2 separate regions of the Mus musculus genome follow, and region 2 is linked to region 1. The links are chromatin contacts, called in public HiChIP or PLAC-seq maps. All regions are on one chromosome and are shown on one strand. Each heading gives the region's core, a stretch centred on a gene start, on an enhancer-like site or on the middle of the called end of the contact. The rest is flanking DNA. Distances are from core to core; before and after follow the strand shown.

Evidence for each region. HiChIP or PLAC-seq counts read pairs in DNA pulled down with a chosen protein or histone mark.
Region 2: an H3K27ac HiChIP or PLAC-seq map of embryonic stem cells shows a contact between it and region 1, with 8 read pairs. The contact joins the enhancer-like site here to the promoter of Adamts10 in region 1. A contact is called at or near these places in 1 of 15 datasets of contacts at CTCF or cohesin (large pre-B cells), 1 of 484 Hi-C or Micro-C datasets (female germline stem cells), 2 of 115 datasets of contacts at active chromatin or transcription factors (embryonic stem cells and forebrain) and 3 of 9 other capture datasets (adipose tissue, liver and pancreatic islet).

Annotation. Positions count from the first base shown.
Region 1 is chr17:33,522,779-33,525,551 of GRCm38.p6, forward strand. Adamts10 (a disintegrin-like and metallopeptidase (reprolysin type) with thrombospondin type 1 motif, 10) reads left to right here and starts at 1,307. Exons shown (of 25, transcript NM_172619.4): 1 at 1,307-1,480.
Region 2 is chr17:33,598,605-33,601,304 of GRCm38.p6, forward strand. Myo1f (myosin IF) reads left to right here. Exons shown (of 28, transcript NM_053214.2): 22 at 2,447-2,592. Among named protein-coding and RNA genes, the nearest start is that of Zfp414, 29 kb to the right of the region's middle. Within about 2 kb of position 1,442, at least 4 of the 459 cell types and tissues checked have an H3K27ac peak or open chromatin away from gene starts, as enhancers often do. A contact at or near this core is called in embryonic stem cells, where this site is marked.

The sequences.
Region 1 (2,773 bases), core at 57-2,556:
AAAGGCAGGTGCCTCAGGCCAAGGGGCCCAAGGGGCAGTTCGGTTAGTGGAGGCCAGGGGTGGGTATGGGTTCTAGGGATTGCAGTATGTAAAAGTTAACAGCCCCTCTGGTCTGGCAGGGTGTCCAGAGAAGTTGGGTCCGGGCAGGAGGGTTCGGGCACCATAGGAATTTTTCGTACAGTGCATGAGCCCTTAACATGCCATTTCCAAGTTCAAGACTAAGTTCAACGTAGAGACAGAGAACTACCTGTATCCCTAGCTGAACTCAGAACAGAGGGAATGTTTGTGGTTGAAACTCTCCTGCTCCCTCCCACAACCACCCCTCTTCCTCCCCTGCTCCCTACAAAGGCTGTCATTACCCCATTTCTAAGGATAAGAAAACCTAGAATCAGAGTCGGTCAAGGCCAAGGCCAAAGCCCACTGTGGGGGCCAATCTTGGAATTCTGAGACCAGGGGTAATGGTGTAGAACACTCCCACAATCAGGCCTGGATTGAAGCTGGTTGGAATCCCAGCTTTGCTCCACTGCACTGGTCATCTCCTGCATGTACAAACTCCTCGTAGATTTAAACACTGTGTCCCAAAGATGATCATGACGCCCCCCTGGCTGGACTTAGTTTTCACATCTGTAAAATGGAACTGACTAGGTCCTCTTCACTGCTAGAGAGTTAAAGCAAGTGAACTCAAAAGCAGAGCCAAAGCAGATCAAAGCCCCCGGACCGGAGCTTTGTGAAGGCTGGGACCCAACTCAGATTTATTCACTCAGCCTCGGGCACCATGCCTGGCACACGGAGAGGCGCCCAATAAATGTTTGCTTGAGCAAGGACCAGCCCTCAATAAATAACAGCTGTTGTTGACTCGGCTAACGGAGGCAAGGCACTGGGCTCTCCCCTTGTCTCAACCCCCTCGCTAGCCCCCAACTCAATTTTGCCCCTTTCTCCAGGACCCCCATCTCCTCCACCTCTTTCTATTCAAACTTTCCTCCCTCACAATTTCCCGCCTAACCCCTCCTTTCCGTCCTCCCCCCCATCCCCCTACTGTGTGCGTCCACTCCTCCCCCACTCTCCACCTCTGTCCCTTCACACCCCCTGCCTTCTTCTATCTCCGCCCCCAGCCTCCCCTCTCCCGTACCCCCCCCCCCAACCTTCTCCAACTCCCATCCCAAATTCCTCCTCAGCATCTCCACCCACACGGGCGCCCTTCGCGAGGCGGGGTAATCCGGGCTCCGGGGTCCTTGGCTTGGGTCCAGCCTGAGGCCCTGGGCGGCGGCGGCGGCGGAAGCAGCAGCAGCGGCGGGCGGGGTTTGGGTTTTTTTTTTTGGTTTTTCTTTTTTTTTAATAACCCTGGCAGGCTGCTCAGGAAGTGAGTGCCTTCCCGCGCCCCCTCCCCCGGCCACGCCACCGGGCGCTTGCTCCCTCCCTTCCTGTGCGCCGGGCGGTGAGTCTGTGCGTCTACAGCGGACCGAAGGCTCCAGGCACGCAGGTACTGGCGATCTGGGGACCCAGTTGGGCGGCGCAGTCACCGGAATGCAGTGATTATAAGTGACTTTGTGTGTCTCGGGGACAAGATGTGCTGGACGGATCCCGTTGTGCGAGTGCTGTGTTGGTGCCGAATGTCCCTAAGTGTTGCAGATACAGACTGCCTGTTTGGGTTGGCTCAGGTTTGGGGCGGGGGTCGAGGTCAGCCACGTATCCAAATGGTTGTGCTTCTGCGGATTGTATGACCTTATGGCTTTCAGCATCTGGGAGCGACTGTGTGGGCAGACTGTTGAGGTGTGTTGAGTGTTTGCCTAAGTGAGGGTAAGAAAAATGCCTCTCGTGCATGTAAATGCCAAGTGTGTCTGTCTCTGAATATTTGCGTTTCTCAGGAGTGTTATTAGTGGAAATGCCTGCATGCATATGTGTCTGAGTTTGTAGAATTTCTTAGTTCCCCCTGCTATGAATGTGTAAACTTGTGCATGTGTGTGTGTTAACTTTCTGTGTTAAATGAGCGTGTATAGGCTGCTAGGCTTGTGGCTTGTCTTGGACTGTGTAACTGTGCACATAGGCCTGTTTGTCTGGGTTTATGGGCTGTCTGGGTGTCCATGTGGAAATATGTGTTTCTGTATACATAGGTGTGGAGGTATGTAGTTGTGTGTGTTTGGGTTTAGTGAACCAGGCCTTCCTGCTATTCAAGTGTGGGTTGCCCTATAGAGTGTGATTGTGTTTGTTTGTGTGTCTGCCTGTGAGAGTGGAGCTGGGGCTGCTACTTCCCCTCAGATGGTCATCTATGCCACAGAACTCTGAAGCAAGGAGCCTCCCTACCAGGGGGAGACACACTTTAATTAACAGCTGGTTGGTGGTAATGGGAGTGGTGACCTGTGCAGCCCCTCCCCTTAGGCCTCCCCTCTGGCTGGTCCTTTTGTCTGTGTGCTCACAGCAGCCAGGCCAGATGTGCAGCGCCTGGAGGAAGCCTGCTGCCTCAGGCTGATGGCTGCCTATGCCTGGCCAAAGAAGCTCTGTCCTCCACTGAGAAGCCTCCACCTCTTTAGCTGGGTTTCCCGCACAGCCTACAAAAGTCTAGGTGTGGAGTGCTGGTCCCTATAGGATCCCCAGGATGTGATGGAGCCACACACATTCCCGGGAGGCTTTTCCCTCTTCCAGCACTTGTGCCCTTCCCCCAGGCTAGTGGCCTCCCTGCAGCCTGCCAGAGGAGGGGCCTGGGGGACAGGGGCCAAGCCTAGGTACACACACACACACACACACACACACACACACACACACACACACACACACA
Region 2 (2,700 bases), core at 192-2,691, 76 kb after region 1:
ACATAAACGAGGCATGGTAGCTAATGTCTACAATCCCAGCTCTTGGGGGAGGGGAGGGAGATCAGGATTTCATGGCCATCCTCTACTATAGAGTGAGCTCTGGGTCAGCCTGAGCTATATGCAACCCTGGGTGGAGGAAAAGGAAACATCTCACGCTGCACTGTCACACCCAGCCCCACACCCACAGCCGGTAATAGAGCTGTCATTCAGGCCTGTCCTTGTGTAACCCAGACAGACCTACATCAGATGCACCCTCATTTTACCAGATGTCTCTACTATGACATAGTCACCTGATCCAGAAGCCCTATTCCCCAGGACCACTTCCCTCACCTGGCTTAGACACACATGTCCATTGTACCTTAACTTGACTCTGAAGCCCCTGTCTATATAAACACTCTAACCAGGTCAAGGAAGCCTTGTTCACAAGTGCACGCCTGACTGTTCCAGAAATCATTAATAGTCATGACCAATTAACATAATCTAGAAAATCCCTTATAGACATGCAGTTGTATGGATGTATATATGAGATGAGATGGGAAGATGGCAGGCACAGCAGGTCAAGGTGCTTGCTCACAACCCTGAAGACCTGAGTTCAATCCCTAGAACCCAGTTGGTAGAGGGAAAGAACCAACTTCCACAGGCTGTTCTCTGACCTCCATGCCATGTCTACAGATACACACAAAATAAATAACTGTAAAAATAAAATATAACTAACCGTCATACCCCACCTTCCTATACAACTCATAGATTCATGTGGTTCATATACACATATGCCCCTTACTTGTGACCATGTCTTTTCTTTTATTCATTCCTTTGAGCCAAGGCTGGCCTAAAATGAACAATCCTCCTCCCCTAACCTCCCAAGCCCCACCCGAGATTACAAGTGTGTGCCACCCCTAACCTCCCAAGGCCTGAGATTACAAGTGTGTGCCACCCCTAACCTCCCAAGGCCTGAGATTACAAGTGTGTGCCACCCCTAACCTCCCAAGGCCTGAGATTACAAGTGTGTGCCACCACAAAAGACTGGGCAATATGCTCTTACCTGCCTCTGTGATGTGCATTCAATCACTCAAGCCATCAATATTCTCCCCCCCCACACACACACACTTCCCCCAAGATAGGGTTCCTCTAAAGTACTGAGATGTAAAGTGTATGCCACCAGTACCTGACCTCAATCCATACCTTTACAAAAGCTGAGCTGAGGGCGTGTGGCTCAGTGTGTGCTTGGGTCTGCTAGGAAGCATTGTGAATCCCAAAAAACCACCAGGGAGCTGTTTCCAATGCAATCGAATCAGGGTCTCTTTATTACAAGCTCAGGCTTGGGCTCTCCTCCAGCCCAATCCTGACACATCAGAACAGGAAGGCGGAGCAGCCTGAACCCTCAGCAGGACAATCTATTTTAGGAAATGGGAACAAGTGAGGGGTACCCAGCCTGGCAAGCATCTAATAGAATGACAATAAGCTGACAGGTGGGCAATCTAAAGCAAGACCACATCTAGTCACAACCAGTCTGCAAGTCCATCTGAAACAATCAGACTAATCTTTGATTAACTGTTGCTAGGAAGTATCTAGGGAGTAAATCTGCGGTATGGGCTAAGGAGAAGCCAAGGAGTCCTTTCTGGTAGTTGGGTGCGGCTCGGGTTCAGCTGCAGTTCAAGTTCTCAGGCTTTTTTTTTTTTTTTCTTTAAGATGGAGGCTGATACCAAGATGGAGTAGATTTGGCCTCTTATGCTTAGCATGCAAGGCTTCCATCCCCAGCACAGATGTATACACATGCATACAGTTTTGTGAACTTTTCCTAGAGAGACTAACAAAATGTCTCTTTACTCCAAATAGGACACTAACGATAGAGCGAAGAAATGATTCCGTCAAAGTGTAGCTCAGAGACAGGACAAGTTTATTCTGGGTTATTTCCAGAGACGTGGATCAGAGATTAGTTACTTACAGAAGCACTGGCAACTTAAAATAAGCTGGAGAAAAATACCTCCCATTCTCCCACACAAACCATTAACTGCCTAGAGATCTTCAAGGAAAGACAGGGCCACATGAGTCCCTCGCCCGAAATCAAAAGTTAGTAGGCCCAATCTTGTGCAAGTCTCTTGAGGGTAAATTTGGCTGCAGAGGGCAACAGCCATGTCATACCCAGAAGACAGCATTCCACAACACACACACACACACACACACACACACACACACACACACACACACACACACAGCTATCAGGTATTTCTTTTATCTTCTACCTGTCAACTAGCCCTGACATACATTTTCTAAACAATATAACCTCACCTTTACTCTATTTCTTACATGATTTAGCAACTCACACACAAAGAGATTTCCCAGTCACTTGCCCTGAAAGCTCCACCCTTGTCTAGGGTTGATCCTCTGGCCAGGCTGCCCATCCCCTGGGGACCACCCATCAGCTTCTGGCTTTGTCTTCCTGCAGCCTATCAAACGGGACTTGATCCTGACCCCAAAGTGTGTGTATGTGATTGGGAGAGAGAAGGTGAAAAGGGGACCAGAGAAGGGTCTAGTGCGTGAAGTCCTGAAGAAGAAACTGGATATCCAGGCCCTCCGAGGGGTGTCTCTCAGGTAAGGCCAAGTAGCCACCTGTCCTGTGGTAACCCACCTGTCAGGTGTTCCTGGGCTGCCTCCTTGCTTGTTACCATGGTAACTTTAGGTGCTATTATACCTATAGCT